2 separate regions of the Zea mays genome follow, and region 1 is linked to region 2. A link is a contact called in public Hi-C data. All regions are on one chromosome and are shown on one strand. The core of a region is the stretch at or near the end of the contact, and the rest is flanking DNA. Distances in the headings are between cores, read along the strand shown. Region 1 has its middle 16 kb from the start of LOC100278091. Region 2 holds the start of LOC100280696.

Region 1 (5,726 bases), core at 798-3,297, 110 kb after region 2:
ACGGGTGTGCGGGCGATCAGATTTTTGGGGAGCGTCTTCGCGACTGCTCGCGTGATCGTCCACAGCTTGCTGTTCGTCGCCTTCCCAAGTTGACGCGTGCTGCTGTTCTTCTTCCCGGCGACCGTTCGAGGGACTGCACTGCGTACATCTTCCTGCACCGACTTCGTACGGCTACATCGAACAAACACACGAGATGTCTCGTGTGAATGGAGCCACTGGTGCCTTGAGCATCGGTCCCTCCGCTGGGTACACTCTGTTCTTCGTATTTATGCATGTTTCATTGCTGTTTACTGCTTATGCGAGTAGTTATACACACATGCACATACATGTCATCACATATATCGCACCGATTATCTGGATTAAATTAAAACTAAAAATGCCTAACTTTCTAACATTTTTTCGTGTGGAAGTGTATGTTGTTTGGAGAAAAAAATTGTACATCCCGTTTCAAACATCTTCTTTTACAGCCTCTCGCATCCACCACTTGAAAGCCCACAAAAAAATAATCAAAATTTGCAACTTAACCTTTTAATAATTTATTTTTATATTTCTATAGACTATCATGTATAGATGTGAGCCGGTGTAAAAGAGATTTTTTGCATCCCAGCTGAAAAGGATTTTTTCCCCTTGTTGATTGCCCCCGTACGTACGTGGAGGGGTGCCAGGGATGGCTGGAGCTAGCAGCTATGGCTAGCTGCACCGGCAACGGCATTTATTTGCAGCGGAGTCCGCCGGATCGCGGCCCGAATTATTATTGCGCGCGCGCACCTACACGATCTACATCTCCCATATCAGCATGATATCGTCGTCTTGCTTGCATTGGATGGGTCGTCTCGTCCGCCGGCGGTCCAGTCCACGCCGTGGCCTGTGTGCGTGTGATGCATGGCTCGGCCTCGGCTCGTACTACGTACGTCTTCTTGTACGCTTGCGTCGCGTGTGGGTCCGCCAGTGAGCTGTCTATCTATCTAGTATCTCCGTTCTCCATGCACGCACACGTACGCCCGCACGCGGAGATCAGAGAGGCAGAGCTAGCGACCACCTCTGACGACGTCGTCTCAAAGAAGCCTGGACAGCGGCAGCAGGCAACGAGAGTGAGCGAGAGACCGCCCTGACGGGCTGGTGTTTCGTCTGGAACTGGGATAGGGAGGAGAAAGAGAAGGAGAAGGAGAAGAAGAAAGAACCGACGGTCGCGCGGAGCAGCAAAACCGGTCGCTCTCGCGCGCGCTGCAGCGGGCTCGATCGCGTAGTATAGTCGTCGGCGCGCGCCCGCCTACTCCCCCGATACGACGCGAGCATTTAAGCGCGCGCTCTCCGTCCGAGTCGCGCGACGACGACGCGATCGATCGAGCCTGCTTCCAGCTTCCTGCTTCTCCTTCCCGACCTCATTGATGAGGGTGATGTGCGGGGGACGGCGACGGGAGTTAATGACGAGAGCAGAGGGCGCATGCAGAAAGAAGAAGCTCTCAACGCGAGCCATGGCAATAAATGGGCGCCGGTGACCGTCCGTCGGGCGCGCGAACCATGCACGTCGCTGTCGGGTTTAGGTGCCAACGCCCGCCACTCGTGGCTTCGGTCTGCCGGCCGTCTCCTCAATCCTCCACACAGGCACAGCGAGTGGCCGCTGTACGGAGCACGTGAATAACAACAAAACAAAACAAACAGGTTTGGGGTGGATTGGATGGGACAAGCAGGACGATCAGCAGATAGTATAGCCTGAAATCCACGCCGGCGGGCGTGGAGCCCATGCACATGCACCGCGCCGGAATCGGTCGTTTGCCCTGCCGTGCGGCCGGGGCGGATGCCTCGAGGCATCAGCAGGGGCCGGCAACATTTCACATCATGCAGCAATGCAGCTGCAGCTGCAGCCTGCAGGTATTCTTTTCTTCGAGTTGGAGGGACAGTACCGAGAAGCGGCACGTGAAGAAAGGGCAAGCGCACAGCAATCACGCGTTGCGTGTGCTTGTTGGACTGCCATCCACTTACTGATGGGCCTCGTCAAGTATGGGGATGGACAATACTTGGGCTGGGCCGAAGGCAATCCCACAATAGTCTACAGCACCACCTCTCGCTCCCAAAAAAAAAACAGAGAGTAAACATTGGCGTGGGTATGGCCCATGTGGTCTCTGCCTCCACTTCTGATCATGCTGTGGTCTTCTGGTTTTGCATATATGGTGCTAACACCGTCTGTTCACTAAATTTCATACTTAAAAAAATATTTTATGTATTTTACAGTATACTCTAAAAGATTTGTTTCTCTATAACTTTACCGTCTCCCGCAGCATCCTCTAAAATTTAGCCTCTATATATCATTCTCCTTATTACACCAACTTAGTTAACAGAATAAAATATTTTACTAAACGCCTCCAAACATTCCCTACCGTAATTTTTTTTCTTTCTTAACCTGGGCACTTTCTCTATTCATTGCGGGGTCACCTCCTAGTAGCAGCATGCATCTGCTAGTTCAGCTCATGTGTATAGGCGTCATACAGGCGTTTCCACTGAGGATAGACGTCCTGCCCTTCTCTGTTAGCTCCGCAGCTATTTTGGCGTCAACGGCAACCGAAGACTGTTTGTAATAAGGCTAAAGAGAACAGGAGTAATCTTTAATTTTTTTCATGGGCTTATAATTAGCATCACCATCTGTTATAAAATTGTAGGCTGTTTTAGGTTTCCTAGGTACCCGTAGCTTCTGCTTTTTTCGTCGAGATAACGACTTGTGAGCGATACCCGGTGCCTTTTTTTTTTCGTCGGTAGATAAGAACACTGGGCGTGGCAAGACGAGTGTCGTGTGAATCGGGTTTCCTCCTCTCTCTCTCTCTCTCTCTCTCTCTCTCTCTCTCTCTCTCTCTCTCTCTCTCTCTCTCTCTCTCCATCCAAGCGGAAGGCGGTATAGATAAAACGATCTGTTTTCGATTGGAATTTTGTGACTGGGACGAACTTGCCCCCTGAAAATGACGCGTTCGGATCAGGCTCGAAGAGTCCCGAGGGGACGTGTCAAATCAGAGGGAGCCCGTGAAGTCAAACACTCGAGCCTTATTTGGGAATATAAGATCTATTCCTGATGGAGCCATGCACCACCAGTTCAGGTACTGTACACACTAAACCAGCTAGTTCGCTTATTAGGTGATCGTGACTGATCCAAACAAGGATAGGCAACGATATATAGAATCCTCCAAACACATGTTTCATTTACGCAGTCAGCCGAAAGATGTTACCATGTCTAATCGGGGTACTGAAATACATGTTTACGAAAATGCATGGTCATCTATATATGCATACTCTTCCACGTCACATCTAAAATATTAATTGAAAATGCTACAGTCATTTAGATATTTATAATAGACTTATTTGATGTTGGAGTCAGCGTTAAGAGCGGCCTCGGTCTTGGCCATGTATCTTGTTTCCATGCCACCCAGGTGGTGGAATCGACCCCGTTCAGATCAGGCTCTGGCTCTCACATTCTTTAAACAGGATTTCTCGTGACTGAAAATCTGTCTGTATCCGAAGCATTTGGATGGGACATGTCAGCAGGTGTTGTAGTAGCTAGTACGTACCACTCGCTAGCTAGCTAGTCGGCACGTAAAACATTTTGGGGTTGACCCCAGTTGGGCAAGCCAAACCCCAAACACTTGTACTACCTATAGGTGTGTGACCGGACAGGTTAGGCGTGGACAGCCAGAACCCCGGCCGTGGCACTGGCATCGTCCTTTGTCAGTCAACGCTCGTGGCGCGACCGAGACCGAGCCCGAGCCCGGCGGCCGTCCACTCATCGCAATCATTGGCCCACGCGTTCTATTTAACTCGCTCGGCTTGTGAATTTTTATCCATGGTTCGTTTTACCACGGCAACAAATCCGTGTGAACCTTACTACCTCAAAGAAACGAGATATGTCTGCCGGTGACTTCCATCTTCTTCAAGACCTGGTGGCTCGTCATTCCTAGTCGACTACGACCCATTTATCACCTCCATAATGACGCGGCGGAGCTAGGATTAGGGCATAGAAAAGAGACCAAGCAATCATTAAAATATTAGAAGGTGAAAAGATATTGTAGGATATATATATACACATGTGTATACTAATTTACGTATAGCATAGATAATAAATCAGTGAAAAGGGCTTGCACCATATAACTATATTTTAATTAAATCTAACATAGATCACAATAATTTGTTTTTACCATGATCGACCAAATTAAAAGCTTCGATTATATCATGGGAGTTGATCATAGCTATCAATTCTATATCACTATAGATGATCAAGTAACTTCACATAAAATCATCTCCCAATTTATTTTAGTATATGTGTTTTGGTAATTTTTATAGCTAAATGGCTTTTTTAGTGGTTGCAGTTGAGACTAAAAGAGTGAACATTAATCTTAATAAGCCGCAAACCATTTGATACATGGCATTTTTACACAATTTAACAAGACTTTTTTTTTATCAAATCAGCAAGTGATTGTAATGTATTTGACTCTAGACGGTTCTATAGTCAAGGTGAAGCACCAAATTTGTTACGCACATAGTAATTATACGGCGACAACTTTGAATTGAAATTTATTGCTTTTATTATTAGCGACAAATTTTGTTGCCTAAAAAATGCGACAAATTATTACTTGGATAGAGAAATTTATTTTGACCAAATAAAATCTATATTTTATATATTGTGTGTATAAATATATAAACGCTCCAGGAGAGTTAGGGGGGCAAGGCCCTACCCTGGCTCTAACATGTGACTAATATTATGCTCAAGCCTTTGGTTGGTCCACCATCTGGCAAAATTTAAACTTAATTCCATATAGTTCAGATTGAGAGGGATGTTAAAGATAGGAGGTTATATATATATATATATATATATATATATATATATATATATATATATATATATTAAAGATAAAATGTTTTATATAGTAGGAAATGAGCATGCCCCTTGATTTTGTTAGGCTTTGAGATGCGCGAAGTGATCTTGACACAAACTTGAGGTAAGGCTTCTAATCTCGATATTATTATTATCTATCATGAAAATTATCCTTATGCATTAGTATATTACTGAAAGGATCTTTCCTGCGCCACTTCATCAGTTCAACAAAAGCAGGTATACAAGCACGAAACTCTAACAACTCTCTAGCCACAAGCACAATAGTCGCCGAACCCAGTGCCACCTCATAACCCGGCACGACGACGCCCAATAGATATAGACACACAATGCTCGGATAGACCCATCACTCCTACAACTCGGGCATTCGACAAAGCGTGCAATTGTACCTCGGCCGTGAACCACCGTCTGCCCTTCCAAGCCTAAGTGGTGAGAGCAAGGTTAATAATATAAACAACTGTTGGCTATAAATGTTCTTGAAGCCAACCTCTTAACTCTCGCTCGTTGTGGCTTTAATTTGACTGCGGCTATGACTTCTACAGTGTTTTGTTTCTTTAGTTTATAGCTGCAGCAGTCCGAAAAGCCGCAGTAGCTACGGTTAATATATGGCCCACTTATCCATATCAAAAAGTTTCTTGGTTTGTCTGATTAAGCTAGTGATAAGAGCATGCTTCTCCTCACTCTTCTATTTTCTTTTTATATATATATCAACATTGAGCCTACATAAAGCCTGCTATCAGCGAACTTCCACAAGGTAAGCTAGAAACTCTTGCAAATCTTGATTCGATATCTTTCCTGATGGGATTTAGATGGAATATTTTAAGTTCTCGCCTCCGCTCAAATTGTAATTAAT
Region 2 (5,856 bases), core at 3,233-5,732:
AAAGGGAACGGACCCTTATAGTAATAGCGATCCTCAACCTAGAAACGTCGTCTCCAACCCAGATACAGTCTCCAACCCAGATACACGGATCATTTTCGGCCCAGATACACGGATCATTTTGTTAAAAGCTCTCAGAATTAGCGTGACGCGTTCCTCGATCATGTTCCTCGACCCTATCAATCCGGAAACTGTGACTATGCGCATAACACAAGCTCAGCTGGCTGAACCTGGCAGAACCAGCCTTATGTAAACTCCAAACAAGTTTGGAAACAAAAACTTACATCAACTTATTTATATCCTTTCATTCTACCACCACAAAAGTTGATACACGAGATCGATCTACCCTGTCTACAACAAAATTTCGTTTGTGTTATTATATAGCGCCTCAGCACACATCAAATTATATTAAAATGTCAACGAGGACCTATATATATATATTTGAAACTAATCAAGGAGCAGGTAGGGGGTTCTCTGTGATATTTTTTCCTTCTTCGAGCGCTGCAATAAAAGAATCAGGACTCTTCTGTTGCTCTTTGCTATCTTTCTATGGTGATGAAGAACCAACTGTCTGAAGGCTACATGACTGCACATGGACCCTTTGGATCTGCGTGACGAGTCTCTCTCAATCTTTGAACTCTGAATCAGGCTGGTCCATATCCGTTCGGGTGCGCTTTCTGCCATTTCCACGCCTGGGCGAGGCTTTGGCCAAGATCAGTGTACTGGGCTGTCCAGTTGAGTTCCATGTGGATTTTCGACGGATCGCTGTATACCTCGGCATAATCTCCGGGTCTACGTGCAAGATATTCGACCTTGATAGAAGCTCCTGTTGCCTTCTTGCAAGCTTCTACAAACTCAGTCACTGATCTACCTGATAAGACATAAAAACACCACTTTCAGAAGAAAAAGGAAGACATATGATCTTAAGTAGAAGCGTATCTGTATCTAAAATTGTTGATCTGGTTACTGGTTATTGATCTTTTAACAACCTTGGCCTGTTCCGACATTGTAGATTCCAACTTTGCCTGGCTGAGCTTTACCAAGAGCTTTTACGTGAGCATCTACAAGATCTGTGACATCGATGTAGTCTCTAACGCAAGTTCCATCTGCAGTGGAGTAATCGGTTCCACGAACCTGAAAGAGCAGAGAATCACATATATACGATTGTTATTCATATAAAATGAATGGATGCAGCTACTTATACAAAAGTAAAAGAGTAATTGATGGCACTGAAATGAGAATCTAGAATACCTTTAGCCCTGGAATGATTCCCAAAGCTGCATCAAAGCAAGCACCGGATATCCGTCCATGCTCGCGTAGCTCTGGCCTTGGAGCTTCTCCTAGCCGTCCCTCTGGGTCTGATCCAATCACGTTGAAGTATCTAATTTATACAGAGCAGGAAAAGAGTTAGAACTATTCCATGGATTGCAATCTAATATAGGCTGCCAAAAACCAACCTTAAGATCATGACAGCCATATTTGATTGCTTCTTTGATTTTGTAAAATCTAAGATGATGTCCTCCGCCATCTTCTTTGCCTTACCATATGGATTGATAGGATTCTGCAGTGGTTTAGAAAACAGTTAGAATCATGACAGCATCTATAAAATTAAGGCAAAATCCCATGTATTGAGAGGCTAACCTGAGGAGTTGTTTCTACAATCGGCATTGTATCAGGTTCACCATAGGTTGCACACGTACTCGAGTAAATCAGAGTATTTACATTATGTGCTGCCATTGCCTCAAGAACTGTCAATGTGTTTGACGTTATGTTGTGGTAGTACCTGTCATAGCAGTGTTAGCAGAGTATATACAGTTGGCTAGGAAGAACAACATTTGCAGCAGATGACTTTTGCATGGTGAACTAATACCAAGGAAGCAGCACAAAAAACAGTTGGAGCAAAAAAAAAAAACTTGCACTACATCCATTTAAACTATAGAAACATTGAATTAAAATTTTTGTGTGGACTTTCACTATAAATTTATTTAACAGACTACAAATTATATGGTTTGTGTAGCAATTCCGTTCCAATAATTAAGGAACATGTGGTGCTTTGCTACATACACATCAAAGAGATTTCAACAGAATCGTGTAGGTCCAAGCTTCGAAAATTTTGAGCAATAAAGGAAAACCAGCATATACTCCCTCTGTCCTAAATTAGAATTCGTTTTAGACAATTATGAGATTCATATAAATTTGATGTATGTGTTTTATATATGTGTCTAGATTCATCATCATGTATTTGAATATAGACATAAAAAACAAGTGCTAAAAGGAACACTATTTTTGAACGGAGGGAGTACATGCCTAGAACAAGCATTTACCTGAGTGGCTCCATTGTGCTCTCACCAACATAAGCAACAGCAGCAAAGTGCATAACAGCATCAAATGCGTTCTCCGAAAATATTTTGTTCACCTGATTATCGGTTAAGTGCAAAACAAATCTCATCAACACAGAAATGTAAGGGGAAGGGGGACACTAGGTTATTAAACTTCAGAGGAAGGATACAGCTTTGGCATCGCCTAAATCAGCATAAATAAATTGAAGCCTTCCGGGTTCTGGAAATAACCGTTGAAGAACTCTAACAGCTCCAATGTTCCCTCTGGATAGGTTATCCTGTAAGTATCAAATAATGGAAGTTGCTGTTACTATCAAACTCCGTTTGTGAGTAACAGAATGGGAGAGAAGTATAAGAAATTACCACAATGGTAACTCGGTACTTGTCACTAAGGAGACGAAGAGTAGCATGTGAGCCAATATACCCAGCACCCCCTGTTACTAACACATGGGTCACCCCAGTTTCATGGCGAGAGAACTGCAGGAAATGTGAGTGCTTCAACAAATGCCTCCAGCCGAAAAGAATTAAAGAAACTAGTAATAAAGAACTGCAGGCAAATGATTTGAACAGCTTCCAGGAAATTGCTGGAACTGTACAACCGTGCCGGAATTGTGAGTTTGTGACTATCAAGAACGAACGATGCATATATGTATCAGTAAAATAACCCTGGCATAATAGCGTAAATGTATCAGAAATGAACCTGGCACAACAGCATAAACATAGCAGTAAGTCACAACAGCAAACATTAAAGCGTCGCGTTGATGTTCCATGGAAACTAAGCAGAGTACTTAAGTCGTCTGGAAGAAGGAATAATGACAGGTCGTGCCAACTCAACAGCAAGCGGCAGTGACATGGGTAGTTGTTGTGGAGAGATTCAAGCACGTACCACGCTGGTACCGCTGAAACTAGGGGACTGTTTCAACACGATTATGCACATGACCGTGAGGGCAGCAGCCACGGCAATCTTCCCCGTGAGATTAGGCTTCCGTCTGGAACCAGCAAAGTCCATCCCTGTGAAAAAAAAAGGGCATAATTTAAAAGTTGTGCAAGCAAACTATGATGGCTGGGCCCAGGTGTGGTCTGGGTGCCCGAAAGCTCAGTTAATTCCTAATCAGTTGGGGACTCCTGTATGAAGTCTCATGAGTGTAGGGGTGGTAACGGGCCATTTAATTTAGCCTAGCAAATCTAAGGATCAAGTCAAGTTAGGGCCGGATCATAAAACAATACAATTTTGAACTAACAAAATTAAGGGCCTTGTTGGTTTGTGAAGCAAGTATTAGGGCCATGATCCATTACCACCCTTACATGAGTGTATTGGTTTTGTACTAAATAAATTTGAACATCCAGCACACCGTATACAAAGTAAATTTACATGATCAGATAGGTCAGTTTTTTATTAAAAAATGTGTTTTTTTTTTTTTTTGCGTGCACGGCACAGGAAACTTGAAATGACGGCATTTTGGTCTGTAATTGAGTGATCGAAATCACACCTTCGCTGTTTAAAGACAGATTAGTGGAGTTGTTGCAGAGGCAAAAAAAAGGGGGGGAAACAGAGAGGAGCGTAAAGCAGGGCAAAGAATTGATGTACCTGACAAGATCCACGGCCTAGTGGTCCTACTACCCTGGCTTCTGCTCCTTGGGGTTGTTGACATGTGAAGTCGGCGGCCAGGAATGAAACCGACAAGAACTCGACCCCCCCGTCGTCCTACCTTTGAATCTGCACATGACGCAACCCCACGCATGGTTAAAATTCGTCTCAAGATCAAACCTTTGCGAGCCCAGGTGCCATCTTCTGTACAGATCATACACACGGGCACAGAACAGAACAGAACAGAAGGATCTCCGCTAACACGGAGAAAAGGCACCAGAAGGAACCAGGCATCAGCGCCGGCGAACAACGGCGAGCACGCAGAACGCGGTGGGGAGAACTCAAAAACTGGATCACGGCGGCGGAACTCACCTCACTTGGCGGGCGGGCGGGCGGGCGCAGATCGACGTTGGCAGCGGCGGGAGGGCGGATTCGGCCGGCGACCCGGCGCGTCCGCGAAGGGGGGGCAGGCCAGGTGTCCAGGCCAAAGATGGGACGGCGAGCGACGCGGAGAGGAAGGGAGGGAAGGGCGGTGGCAACAACTGAAGGAGGAGGAGACGGAGGCAGGCAGGTGCAGGTGCAGGTCTCCGGGTGGGGCGCGTTTATATTTCTATTTCTACCAGACAATCACATGGTCGGGTCTCGGGTCATCACGCACATGTGGGGTTCGTTGTTCTACTGCGCCAGAATCTTTTTCGGCATTTCTTTCTCTCTCTGTGTGTTTTTTTTCACCCTCTTGTGTCCAATGAATACTTTTTCGCGTGCAGTTGGCTGGCATGTACGTACCCCGTTTTCCTCAAATTTTTATTTGTTAAGAATAATCCTCTGGCATGGCAATTTCCTTGTAGCAGTGGGTCCTTGGAAGAAAATAATACTCCCTCCGTTTCTTTTTATTAGTCGCTGGTTAGTGCAATTTTGCACTATCCAGCGACTAATAAAAAGAAACGGAGGGAGTATTTATTTTGGAGATTGAACTCTGTTGTGTTTTCCGGCACCGCTGGTTTGGTTTGGTTTGGTCTGGTCTGGTGATGACTGATGAGAAGCAGTGAACCGGCACCTGACGGTAGCTTGGCATCGAGAAAGCTGGCAGGATTTGAGCGAGTCAACAACTGGCGTGGCCTCGTGGCTCTACCGCCGCCCAGGTCCTCCAATTCCTCCGCGTTGCTCGCGTCACGTGATGAACTGATGATGGACCGAAGGCGGCGGCTTCCTCTGCCGCCGTCGACGAGGTTCGTCTTGTGTGCCCTCGCCGGCCGCTCCCCCGTCACCGTCTGTGCTGCTGACTGTGCAGTGATGCAGAGCAGAACGATACTGCTCCCACGAAACAGCAGTAATCGGCAGCTCAGGTGTCAGTATTTATTTTTCTTTTCTAAAAAATAAAATAGATGTCAGTTTCTGGACGGTTTGCTTAGTTTTAATATATACCAGCTTCTATTATTTCTATAGTGTTTTTGTCTATGGTATGGATTTCAGCTGCAGCAGTAAGATTCTATATTATTTGCGAACCTATTTCTGTTTTAATTAAAATCTGTTCGGTTCAGAGCGGGGGGAATGGTCAGCGCTACTGTGGCGCAAGATTGAGACAGTACCTAACCTAACCATGCCTAATCGGAGTATCGTGTTGTGTTAGGCTGCAATGCATGTACTGTCTTCATTTATCGTGTTTTTATTATTGTTTCTCGTTTGCTTGTGGTGGGGAATCCTCCGTAGATGTGCTGACGTTGGCCCATCTCTACTAACTATTAAGGGCTAAATGTAGACCGCCCCCGCTCGCCAACCAGCCCTACCTCTCCGCGCCGCTGCAAACCGTCCGCCATCCCCGCTTGCCCGACCGCCGGATTCTGCCCCCGCCACTACCAAACGCCCGCCGCTACCGCACGCCCGCCGCAGCGCACGCTCCGCGAATCCCGCACGCCCGCCGTCGCGAATCTC

Evidence for each region. A called contact is a pair of places that touch in the nucleus more often than the background predicts.
Region 1: a Hi-C map of ear shows a contact between it and region 2, with 1.9 times the contacts expected there. The contact joins the enhancer-like site here to the promoter of LOC100280696 in region 2. A contact is called at or near these places in 3 of 25 Hi-C or Micro-C datasets (ear, leaf and tassel).

Annotation. Positions count from the first base shown.
Region 1 is chr2:10,047,879-10,053,604 of Zm-B73-REFERENCE-NAM-5.0, forward strand. No RefSeq gene overlaps it. Among protein-coding and RNA genes, the nearest start is that of LOC100278091, 16 kb to the left of the region's middle. Within about 2 kb of position 2,048, at least 20 of the 20 cell types and tissues checked have an H3K27ac peak or open chromatin away from gene starts, as enhancers often do. A contact at or near this core is called in ear, leaf and tassel, where this site is marked.
Region 2 is chr2:9,934,377-9,940,232 of Zm-B73-REFERENCE-NAM-5.0, forward strand. LOC100280696 reads right to left here and starts at 4,483. Exons shown (of 11, transcript NM_001153615.2): 1 at 4,297-4,483; 2 at 3,925-4,053; 3 at 3,223-3,347; 4 at 2,700-2,813; 5 at 2,507-2,614; 6 at 2,322-2,413; 7 at 1,639-1,780; 8 at 1,455-1,558; 9 at 1,249-1,378; 10 at 987-1,131; 11 at 220-868. The coding sequence starts at 3,988. The coding sequence ends at 642.